2 separate regions of the Mus musculus genome follow, and region 1 is linked to region 2. A link is a contact called in public Hi-C data. All regions are on one chromosome and are shown on one strand. Each heading gives the region's core, a stretch centred on a gene start, on an enhancer-like site or on the middle of the called end of the contact. The rest is flanking DNA. Distances are from core to core; before and after follow the strand shown.

Region 1 (6,115 bases), core at 589-3,088, 190 kb after region 2:
CTGCTGAAACTGTCACCTGTGTGGCTGCCAAGTTAGAAACTTGAATGGCTTTGATTTCTATGTGAATTTTTTAAACCCATTCTGGTGTAGTCGTTAAGCCTTAGGAATTCTTCTTTCTTTTTACCCACGGTGTCTTTTTCTTTGTGCCCTGTGGGTAGGATCTACTGTCTTGTCTTTCAAAAATTGAGCTGGGGTAATAATTGGTGTCTCTGCCTGTCCTGTTTCTGGTCTTAAAGCCACCTATTGTTTAGCATTGCTTTTGAAATGAAGCTTAGACTTCTCCAGTAGACCTAGAACTCTCCTTGTGATCTGGTTCTAAGTTGATCCTTTTTCCTATCTTTGGTTCTTAATGTTTGAAGCAGAGAATCTTTCATTTTTCTTAAAAATGGTATGTCACGTTGTTAGCTCTTGTTTCTAGTCTTTTTAGTCTCTAGCATATTTTACCTCCACCTACAACACTATATAAGAAGAGTATCAAGATTGAGATACCAAAAATGAGTATATTGGAATTTCTTCACCCATCCCAGCCCTGTGAGTTTGGAGTCTATTTCTTTGTGTATACTCTCCTAGTGTCCCCTCCACTGCCATCTAATATGTAATACACTGGGTGTGTCTGATTATTAGTCATCCCTACCAAACTCTTGAGTCCTTTAAGGTCAAGAACCAGGGAAAGGCATCCTGCCCGACCCATCCTGTGTGCTTTGTACCTTCCCACAGTGCCTGGCACATGGGATATGGGAACGTGTATTTAAGTCTGACTTTAGATGGAAGGATCGAAAGTTTGAAGGTCACTGAGGGATCACCTTCTCCTTCAAAACTGAAACAGTGAAGAAGGATGCACATGAACACATTGCCATATACTCTTCAGTCTGTGTCCTTCTGTCCTATATAGGGAAGTCACCTTAACTGTTATACCCACCCACCCCCACCGCCACACAGGCATGTACACATATATACATCCATAGTCGCACAGTTCCTAGTTGTATGTGGAATGGATTATCCTTGATTCTCAGCCAAATATACCTGCATCAAACACTCTAGTAAACCACCACCACCACCACCACCTCCTCCTCCTCCTCCTCCTCCCCCTCCTCCTCCTCCTCCTCCTCCTCCCCCTCCTCTCCCTCCTCCTCCTCCTCCTCTCCTAAGTTAGAAGCAACAATTGAGATGCAGTCGTCGATATTCCTTACAAGAGTCACCTTCAGCCAGCACCTCAGCAGGTCTTGGCTCTTTTCCTGGAGGATTGACCCATACCTTCATTCCTGATGGGTCTGCGTCCTTTGTCATCCTGCTTGGATTAGGCTGTTGTAGTTTCCCATTGACTTTAATCACAGGACATGGTAGTACTAAGAGACGCCCTAAGGGATCTCCTACACTCCAGACATAATCTTGCTTACCACCATTGTGAAGAGGTAATCCTCTTCACATTGGACTTGATATAATCGGTTTTGATTCTCTCTGCTCCAGTATAAGATGGTACTGTTACTCTGTCTTACCTGTTCAGCTGATCAGTTTCAGGCTACCTTTTTCTTCCCACCTAGGTGGATGCAGACATAGAAAGGTTATACATTTGGAGCCTTCTATGGATTGTGGTTGTCTGTTCTCTTCATGGAGCTAACTGTGCTTGACCTTGGCTGGTTGCCCTTGTGCCCTAAGCAGCCACGCCCACAGGACTCTGCAGAATTCTCCTGATAGTCCTTGATACATTATCTGAAATAATTTGCTACTTCTCTCATTTAAAACCCAGGAGCAGGTGTTTTCCTTGCTCCCCATGCTCTGCTCAGCAGTGGCAGCATCTTCCCGATGTCCGTCACACTGACACCCTCACGTGGATCCGTCCCCTTGCCTCTTCACAGGCCTTCCTCTAATAATATCCACACGTCCTGTATCGTCCTGTCATCTCTCTGTTCTCTTCATTTCCTTTGGTCGGTAACCTGCTTTGAAGTCTGCCACCCATCTTTGAGAAAACAAACAATACCCTCTCTAGCTCACCTATACTAATTTATTTCTCCCCACTGTATTACACTTCTAGGGGAGGGAGGGGGGAGTTCTACTCACTCCTTGCCATTGTCTCCTCAGTTCTTTCTAGCCAGACTTTCTTCCACATGTGCTGGAGGGGTCTCCTCAAGCTCATCATCTTTTGTTTAGTGAAAGAAAAATGGATCGTTTTCTGCCTGTATCTTGCTCAGCCCTCTCCCACTACCCCAGCATTTCCTGTAGCCAGCAGTATCATCTTTTAAGCCTCTTTCTTATGGAAGCATGTGTAGTGCTGTGTGAGCCTGCTTCCTTCTGTCCTGGGTTCTGTCGTAGCACATCCTTCATGTTAGCCTTCCTGCCTGCTCTCTAAGGATGCTCTCATCTGGCTGGTGTCTCCAGCCCAGAATCCTTGCATGTTGCTAGCCCTCTGCCTCTCTCAGACTTTGCAGAGAATTCTGAATATGACTAGCAGTCATCTTACTAGATACTGCCCCTTGTTTGCTCAGGTCTACAAAACAGAACTGTTAATTCCCCGTTCCCCTTCCACCAGCCCTGTGGGTCCCAAAGCCGGCCCGATCTTGGTAAACAGCTGCCACCCGTCCGCCCACTCGAGTGCACACGTGTTAGCCGTGATTTTCAGTTAAACCCACCAGCTTCAAACATTCCAGTAAACCTCCCCCACTCAAGTCCTTGTACCAAAAAAAAAGTTAAAAGTTGAGTCTAGATACCATTCTTTCTTTTTCCCTCTCCCTTTCATCCTACATCCTTCATTCCTCGCATTTGTCTGATCTCCTTCCAGGGTACCTGGCAGATCCAGTTACTCCCCTCTCTGCCTCTCCATCTAAAATCCAGAATCAAGCACTTCTGTCTCTCTGCACAGCACAACAGTCCCTTGACCGGGTTTTCCCCCTGGAGCACTCCAACAGAGCCATGTGAATGACCTTTCTAAATTACACATTAGTTATCACTTCCCCCCTTTAAAGCTGCCAGGTAGTTTCCATCACAGTTAAAGTGAATAATGATCATCTTTTATGTCCCCCCACAATCTTGCCTATCTTTTTTGACCCATTCTTCTTTCTTTGCTCCTTGATCACTGGACCTGAGCCACATTGCTTTGCTTCTGGTTCCTAAATCTTGTAACCCTTTGTTGATCTCTGGCTTTTGCGTCTGCGATGTTGAAAGGGCCTCCCTCCGGCCTTCTCATGACCGACTCCTCCTCCTCATTGGTCAGACTCATTCAGGTGGTAGTTTGTTAGAAAAGCTGATGTAGTCTACTCTGAATTCTAGGGGCCTCTGAAAAATCATTTTCCCTGAATTCCAGGTATCTTTTAAACATATCTGTTTGTCTCTCTCGGACATAATTTACACTTGCTGAGTGTAGAACTGGCCCCCAGTGTGTAGAACAGTGTCTGCTGTCTGGAAGTTGCTTGATAGTAAGTAACATCTTTGGACAACTCACAAAACTCTTTGCTTCATAATACCAAGATCATTAAATCTCTAATTCAAGTTTGTGTTCCAAATGGGCTTGACACTTCTAGCGTTCAAATTTGTAACTTGTCTCCACCCCCCCCCTTAGTGAACTTTACCCTGTAATTTTTTTACTTGCAGAGTTAATGCCTTCTGCTTTTTTCTTCTAAACAACCTTGTCGGTTATTCCAACAAATGGTACTGCTGCTCCCTCCAAGATGAGAAGTAAAACAAGATTTCAGGATGGGACCTGCGTCTTAGGTCTTCTAATTCTCCAGCAACTTCACGCTTGTGTGGTGTAAGCATGTGCTTAGGTGTGAGTGATGTTTAGAAAATCGCAGGGATCCTTAAAGCTACTTGCTTTTCTTGGTGCTCGCTTTAACTGTGTGGCTTTTCTTTTCAATAGTAACATAAAACATTGTAGCTAATAAAAGATAAAATTGTGATTATCATGGTAATATTGTTAGGTGATCAAGTTGTGTGATCAATGGAAATCTCCATTAGGGAAGACTTTTTAAAAATGTATACCCATTTCTTAGAAAGTGGAGAGCAACATGGAGCAGACAAGCATTTGGCCTTCTTCCTCCTTACTGTGAGGTCACCGAAGCAGGAGACGAAACAAATGACCCAGACTTACCAGACTCTAGTGTTCTCTTTCTTACTGTAGCCTTCTCTCGTCTTCGTTCTGGTGACTCCGTCTCAGAGTTGAGAGTGCTCCGAGGAAAGTTTTGGTTGAGTTGTCTTTAAGGCTTTCTGAAGCCTTGAAGTGTGACCATGTTACAGTTATTAGTGAGAAAATTCTCTGGAATCTTCTTTTGGTACATTCGACAGTGATGACTTCGGATCTACATGTTTGTTTCTTGTCCTAGTGATGCAGTCAGATATCGCTGGCTTTCTTCTTGGCTCAGCATTGAAATGAACGGAAGCACTGAAAACAAGAGCCTTCTCTTCTAGTAATGCCGTCCTTTCCTGATTTCTTTCTTGCCTTTCATAGATGGGATCCTACTAGATTTAAAAAAAAAAAAAAAGAAAAAATTTAAAAATTTAGAAAGTTTTGAATTAAGGTCTAATCTGACAAATTAGAGGGAGTGTTTTGGTACCTCTCCACCATCACTGTTCTTAAATAAACTAAAAGAAGGTGAGCTCTGTGGACAATCTGTTGCATTCCGAGCTCCACCACTGTGTTTGTGCACTTTCCGTTAGAGGATTCTTTCTGTATCTGTGTTTGTCCGGATGGATAAGATCAGACTGGGATGTGGTTGATACAGTGAAGGAAAGGAAAGGTGGTGTTTGTCAACTCTCTCAGGCTCCCCCTCCTGTCTTTCACCTCCCACAGCCTCAACAGTGAGTGTGCCATCCTGTAGTCTGGCGTTTCCCCAACAGCAGTGGTAGCTGCAGCTCCCTTTCTTGACAGGCCGTTGTGAATCTTCTGCTTCGTGACACAAAAATCTCACCATTCTTCTTAAAACCAACATTTTAGTGGAGATGCTTTTAAAGGTTGTGTTAAAATTAACTCTTTGTTCTTCCATAAGTAAGGATAAAAAAACAAAGCATTTTGCTCATTTGCAGATTAGCTAGTCAACATTCGGCACCTAAAGCAAATCTGCTTTGTATCTTCTTACGGAAATGTCCCTATTTTAAAGGGACGCATTCCTAAAACCAGGGAAGCGATTAATTTTAACATTAAAAAATTATCCACTTGGGATAAGCGGTTCCGATGCCTTGGTGTCTATAAAAAGTATCGTCAAAAGATGCAAAGGAAGCAAGGTAAAGGTAAAAGCTTTAAAGCCATTGAAGAAAGGGTTTCTTGCAATGCATGCTGAGCATCAAGCTCAGGGCCTTCCCCTTGCCTACCCATGTGACCCACTCTTAAGTTAGCTACTTAAAAATGTGTCCTTCGAGTAAACCTCCGTGTGTTTCTCACTGACTTAAACTCTTGTGTGTTTAGACTAAAAAGAGCAAAGGCAAACATCCCGATACAGTCCTGGGACTTGCAGTCTGAAGGGGAACAAATGAATGTGCTTTGCATGAAGTGGACGCTTTCACTTACAAGTCCCCACACTTCACCAGAACTTGTTTTCTCTTTTATCAGGTTTAAGTGGAAATCCTGCAGATTTAGAAAGAAGAGAAGCAGTGTTTGGAAAGAACTTTATACCTCCTAAGAAGCCAAAAACCTTTCTTCAGTTAGTCTGGGAAGCATTACAAGATGTCACTTTAATTATACTAGAAATTGCAGCCATAGTATCATTGGGCCTTTCTTTTTATCAACCTCCGGAAGGGGATAATGCACGTAAGTAAATACAAGTGGGGAGGGTTCTGTGTGATGCTAGCTCGGTATGTTTGCTTAATAATAATAATAATAGTAATAATGCCAGAGATCAGTTATTGGCTGCCGTGTGATGATAAGCTCTGTCCTAAGCACTTCAAGGATATCATCCCAGATGATTTTCACGGTAACTCACAGTTTCAGTGTTGCCTGCATCTTATCAGTTTAATTGTTCTTCCATGCATGTGTACTGAGTGGATCTAGATATGAATCTGGCCACTGCACATGTATGATACGTGTATGATACTGTAGCCTGCTAGCAGGAGTTTCTCAAGTCTTCAAGTTACTTTACTTTATATAGAAATGCTCACACGTAGGTTTAATGCCCTTCGTCCTGCAATGCTT
Region 2 (6,089 bases), core at 847-3,346:
GAACAATCGTGTGCGTGCCGTGAGCAATCACCATTCTAAGATGGCGCTGGCTTTCACTGCGCCTAACTAGTAAACAAGCCTTATGTGCAAGTGCAAGAGTGAACTCACACCTCGTCACTGCCCATCTCGCGGCGTAGCAATGGGGTGATGGGCGAGTAACGAATCAGGAGCTGTCACGCCACATCAGGTGCTGAAACGTCACGTTGCGGGCTATATAAGCAGCACCATTTTCCCAGTTCGGGTCTTCCCTCCTGATAAGTAAGCAATAAAAGCTTTGCTGCAGAAGATTCTGGTTGTCCTGAGTGTGTTCTTGCCGGCGGGGACAAAAGCTAGGGATAGTCCTCAAAAAATTGAGGCAGGAAAACCATGAGTTCAGAATCAACCCAGGCTACATTGAAGGCTAGCCTGAGCTACAAAGCCAAAATAGTACAAAATAGTACAAAATAGTAACAACTATTGTTGTCCAGCAACAGCAGCAAAAAAATATATGTAAGTCTGATAGCTTTAGTGATATTGATGGTATGTCAATTTTCTCCACCTCATTATGATTGGTCTTATCAAATACTTTATGTGTTGTGTGATTGTCACTGTCAATCCACACAGGAAGGCTTTTCTTGTTGGCCTTACCAAAGTGTCTTTGTTTCAGCAATGCATTTGGAACTCAATTAATACTACTCTACTTTAACTCCTAAGAAAACTGTCACTAACTTAAGCTTCTTCTGTTAGGAAGTAGTTATGTAAGCAGCATTAATAATGTGTCTAAAAGCCAACTGCAAAATAGGCCAATTTCATTTCCCTGATTTTATAAAGATGCACACGAGATTACAGCCATGGCTCCCACACTTACTATCTTAATTATCTAGAAGTCTTTGTTGTGTCATTAGCCCTTATCAATCTACATATAATACCAGCATAATGAAATGTACCAAGCCCTTGTTGGATCCAAAATAGTAGTGTTCTGGGAGTAGTCTAAACTATTAAGATGTGGCGTCTAGGTAAGAGCACTTACTAAGACTCTTAATGGAAGGTACTGAGACCTGACAGGAATAGGAACTTTCCTACAGCTGGAGGAAGTTAAAACAGAATTCATGCAGTGCTGGACCAACATCAGGGAACTTATATCCAATACACACAAGTCAAAGAGAGTTGGAAAACTCAGTAAAATACATGGGCACGCACCCATTCTATCATGCATTCCTCAACAAATTTTCAATTGTGTGATTATACTTTGAGTGTGCACATGTCAGCAGACATATTTACTTACAATCAAGTCAAACAAAAGAATCAGGAGAAGACAGACCCTTTTGGGGCACCATGGATTCCATTTGTCCTGATAGAGTCAGTCACATGGCTGCATTGAACATCAATTTCTTCATCTTTTGAGTTATACAGCCAATGATGTTACAGGAAGGCACTTATAACCAAGTCTGCCACAGCTCCCCATTCTTTTCCAACACTGACTGCCCTTGACTTTGATTTTCTTCTAATAGCTCATGGTGTTCTGTTTTTCTTCAGACACGCGGCTTTTATAAAAACAATAATATTTCTGTTTATCACATAGGCTTTATGTAATCTCTTCTTTAGCTTTTTTAACAAACACATAAAGCCAGAGATATAAAAGATAAGAAATCAGAATCTAACTGGGGATGGTAGACCATACCTGTAATATTAATACTTAAGAGGTTAAGGTAGATTGTTCATGTGTTTCTACATTAATTTGATATTATTGTTAGTTGAAGTCCAGCCCAAGCTACCTGAGACTCCCTGAAAACAAAGGCAAAGAAATATATGAACCACAGCAAATAAAGAAGAGGAGGTTTCGAGTGAGATTCCAAAATTAGATGCAACTTGAAAGAATATCATAAGATCAGAAACAAACAATATTTACAGGTTTTCTTGTGACTATGTATACTTTAAAATGAAAAGCTTACAAGGCACATGAAAAGAAAAAAATCTTAAAGCAGAGATAACCTTGTCTCAGATATAAACCCTTAGCATTCAGTATTTTCCTTCCAATGTTTTTAACTACTGACAATCACACCATCCTCATGGGACCACACCTTGCTTTTTTTTCTGCGTTTGTTTTGTAGCAACCACTTCCTGCATTACCAGGCATTATTTTAAAACATTACTTTTAACAGCTGCCAGTTATACATGTCAGACTCTGAGTTTAACCACACCACACACACACACACACACACACACACATATATATGTAATTACTTTTCCTTTCACCCAATCTCAATTTTTTACCTCAAGCAGAACTGTAGTTGATAAGTATAATGCATTTTACTTAGAAATAACATTTGGACCAATGTACTTTTATAATCTTTATATAATGGACATTGAGGAGAAAAAAAATGAAGGAGAATGTCTTAAAATAGAATGCTAGCATGGAATTATGTCATCTTTAATGAGTTATCATATGATATAATAATGCAACTGTAGTTCTAAGAAAATCACCTTAAGGAAGCTGGAGAGTATTTACTTAAGACACAGATGGGAATTAAACAGTCCAAAGGCTGTGCTCTTTCCAAAACACTGGCAAAGCTGAGGCCTAAATGGTCTCTGGAAAGTGTCTATTGTTCTAATAAAGTGCCATATTTCATGAACATCGAATTTCAGAGTGACATCTGGGTGAGAAAGTTGGTAAGGAACCCATCCCATGCACAGCTTGAGCTCCAGGATGCTAGCAGGATCCGCAGAGTACAAGGATGGTCGACAGAGGTGAGGAAGCCTGAATGGAAATTCTCTTCTTCAAACCACAGATACTGCACATTTCTAAAAGGTGTTAGGGAAACCACCTTCATTGCTATGTAGCAGGATTCCCCTAGAAGACTCAGTAGCACTCTTTGATAACTTCACTGTCCCTCTGCTACCCACCTTCATTGGCTGCTATGTGTTCCTTTTGTGATATGCAAACAATTTCCTAGACCGAGATCTTTAATGTCACACCAGGTGAACCATACAATTCTACTCCATTATGACCTTTGCAATGGTGTCCTGTTCCAGTACCTCCCAGAAGACATACTTCACACATGGTAGGTGTCTTAGTCAGGGTTTCTATTCCTGCACAAACATCATGACCAAGAAGCAAGTTGGGGAGGAAAGGGTTTATTCAGCTTACAATTCCATACTGCTGTTTATCACCAAGGAAGTCAGGACTGGAACTCAAGCAGGTCAGGAAACAGGAGCTGATGCAGAGGCCATGGAGGGATGTTCTTTACTGGCTTGCTTCCCCTGGCTTGCTCAGCCTGCTCTCTTATAGAACCAAGACTACAAGCCCAGAGATGGTTCCACCCCTTGATCACTAATTAAGAAGATGCCTTACAGTTGGATCTCATGGAGGCATTTCCTCAACTGAAGCTCCTTTCTCTGTGATAACTCCAGCTGTGTCAAGTTGACACACAAAACCAGCCAGTACAGTAGGAAAGCACACAACTGTTAGTTGGTAGACTCAACTAAATAATAGTGTGAGAACATTTAAAAGAATTAATTCATCTCTGTTGCAGTTGTAAAACACTGGACAGTTCCTTCTAATGTCTCATAGACTCTCTCCCTGTGGTCCATCAAATCTTGACCAACACTGTAGTATATAACACAAAGCATTGTAAACAAATACTCAGAGAACAACAGAAAATAGACCAAATAAGATGACGAAAGTGGATTATTAGAAACACACTGGACAATTGGCCTGGAGACAGAACAAAAGCCAGAAGATAGAAAGAAATGAAGACAGTCACAGAATGTAGAAAAAAAGAAAAACAGGACAAACTAAGGCATAGTTCAGGAGAACAGGAAGGTAGGTGCTAACAAGAAAGAAAACCAGGGGTCATTATAGAGCTTAAAAGACAGAGACTATCTTTTTTTATTATTATTTTATTGGATATTTTATTTATTTACATTTAATGTTATCCCCTTTCCCTGTTTCCCCTCCAGAAACCCCCATCCCATCCTCCCTGCCTCTATGAGGGTACTCACCCACCCACCCACCCACTCCCACCTCCCTGCCCTAACATTCCCCTACACTGAGGCATCGAGTCTTCCCATGACCAAGGGACCCTCCTCCCATTGATGTCCAACAAGGCCATCCTCTGCTACATATGCAGCTGGAGCCATGAGTCCCTCCATGTGTACTCTTTGGTTGGTGGTTTAGTTTCTGGGAGCTTGGGGGGGGAGGGTCTGGTTGGTTGATATTGTTGTTCTTCCTATGGGTTACAAACCCCTTCTGCTCACTCCTTCAATCCTTTCTCTAACTCCTCCATTGGGGACCCCGTGCTCAGTCCAATGGTTGACTGCAACCTGACAGAGACTATTTTAAAACTACCACTAGGCCTGCCTTTGACAAGAAAGCATTCTTCGCTTCCCTGATAAATCAAGATCTGCAGACTACCATATAGGAATAGAATCAAGCAGCTGAGAAAATTCCATTTGGTTTGGTAAACTAGCATCCATCCAATCTCCTAAAATCCAGGAATGCCTATGGCCTAAGGATTTAGGACTCTTCCCTTTTATGCACCTTACTCTGGCCTCCCTGGAGGTTAGAGTTCTTTTAGCCTAACAGTTGTGATTGATGTATGTTCCTTTCTTTTAGTTCCTGGTTGAAAGGACTCCCTGGATAGCTACCTTCTCTATGCATTTCACTTCTTTCTGCAGAGAAATCGCTGGGAAAGAACAACCCTGGAACAAGGCTTTGATGTCACCTCTCCCTTTGGATCAGGGCAGGTCTCTTTCTTTCCCTTTCCCAGGTTGGAAGGATAGGATGTGTTTAAACTGTTTGTGACCCCTCTTCCTGTCACCCTTGATAGGAGGAGACACAGGGAAGCAAACAGGGAAGCTTGTACTCCAAGGACCAAAAGCACAGTGGATTTCTTCCCAAACCTGCCTGCTTTTTCCAGGAACGATTGTGTTCATGGGGCCATGGGTCATACCTCAGAGCTCAGGCTAGCCTTACCTTGATCCCCTCATCCTTCCCAGAAACTTGGCATGGGCTCTTTTTCCCTTGCCATTTTGTTTACAACAAAAAACAATTTTGAGTCCTTTCTATCCACTATACACAACTGACACTCTCCTCCTTTTCAGTAATAAAATTTCCCATTTTATGCTTGTTTATATATATATGTGTGTGTGTGTGTGTGTGTGTGTGTGTGTGTGTGTGTGTGAAAAAGGCAACCATAAGAGGATTAGAGTATATATTTAAAGGCACCAAGGAGAATTATTTGTATTGTAGGATGAATAACAAAACAACTACAATTATCAAGTTCTTATTAGGATATAAAATATTCCAGTCAGGCAGTGAAGATCTAGAATCCCAGCTACCCAGGAAGTTGAGGTCGGAGAATTAAACTTTCAAGGACTGCCTGGTCTACAGAGAGAATTCAAGGCTGCCATGGGCATCTTAGAGAGATCTTGTCTTGAAATATAAAGTAAAAACAAATGTGACCTGGGATGTAGCTCAGTGGTAGAGTTCTTGCCCAGCATGTATGAGACCCTAGGTTCAATACCTGTTCCCACCAAAAATAAGATAAGAAATAAACTCTGATATTCTGCTATGAATTTTTAATATAAACTATAGTTAATTGTCCCTAAACTATCTGTTGTATCTCTGACTCCATTCAACACTGACTTTATTTCCATTTTTACAAGCGAAAAACTAACAGTGATCATACAAATAGTGCCCTCTGGCATCAGACTCAGCTGAAAGCTCATGCGAATCTAATATTCATGCTCTAGCCAGAATTCTGTGTGGCTGCTTATGCTAAAGAACTCTGGACTTGCTGTCTGCGGCAGAAAAAAACCTGGCAAAGAAGGTGAATTTTGAAGGTGGATTTAACATGAGAGTTCATCCAGGAACAATCTAGTGACTCCTAAATGGCTGTGTATACAGTGGGATGAATTTGCTATGTTGGTACTAGTCTCAGTTTTAGTGAGGAAAGGAAAAGGAAAAGGAAAGCCCCACTTTGGTTGTCACCCTGGGAGGTAAGATGACATTTTGAGTCTTCATTCAACATCCTTCAAAGCTCCTATTGTAGGAATGGGTCATCCCTGGGTCATCCATTCATTTCAAGGCCCCTCTTAAGACACAGGAT

The links. A called contact is a pair of places that touch in the nucleus more often than the background predicts.
Region 1: a contact with region 2 is called in a Hi-C map of regulatory T cells, with 2.6 times the contacts expected there. The contact joins two enhancer-like sites. A contact is called at or near these places in 1 of 484 Hi-C or Micro-C datasets (regulatory T cells) and 3 of 115 datasets of contacts at active chromatin or transcription factors (CD8 T cells, bone marrow-derived dendritic cells and microglia).

Annotation. Positions count from the first base shown.
Region 1 is chr10:98,974,168-98,980,282 of GRCm38.p6, forward strand. It overlaps Atp2b1 (ATPase, Ca++ transporting, plasma membrane 1), which reads left to right. Exons shown (of 21, transcript NM_026482.2): 3 at 5,537-5,734. Among named protein-coding and RNA genes, the nearest start is that of Atp2b1, 62 kb to the left of the region's middle. Within about 2 kb of position 1,839, at least 21 of the 459 cell types and tissues checked have an H3K27ac peak or open chromatin away from gene starts, as enhancers often do. A contact at or near this core is called in regulatory T cells, where this site is marked.
Region 2 is chr10:98,783,480-98,789,568 of GRCm38.p6, forward strand. No RefSeq gene overlaps it. Among named protein-coding and RNA genes, the nearest start is that of Gm40750, 21 kb to the right of the region's middle. Within about 2 kb of position 2,097, at least 30 of the 459 cell types and tissues checked have an H3K27ac peak or open chromatin away from gene starts, as enhancers often do. A contact at or near this core is called in regulatory T cells, where this site is marked.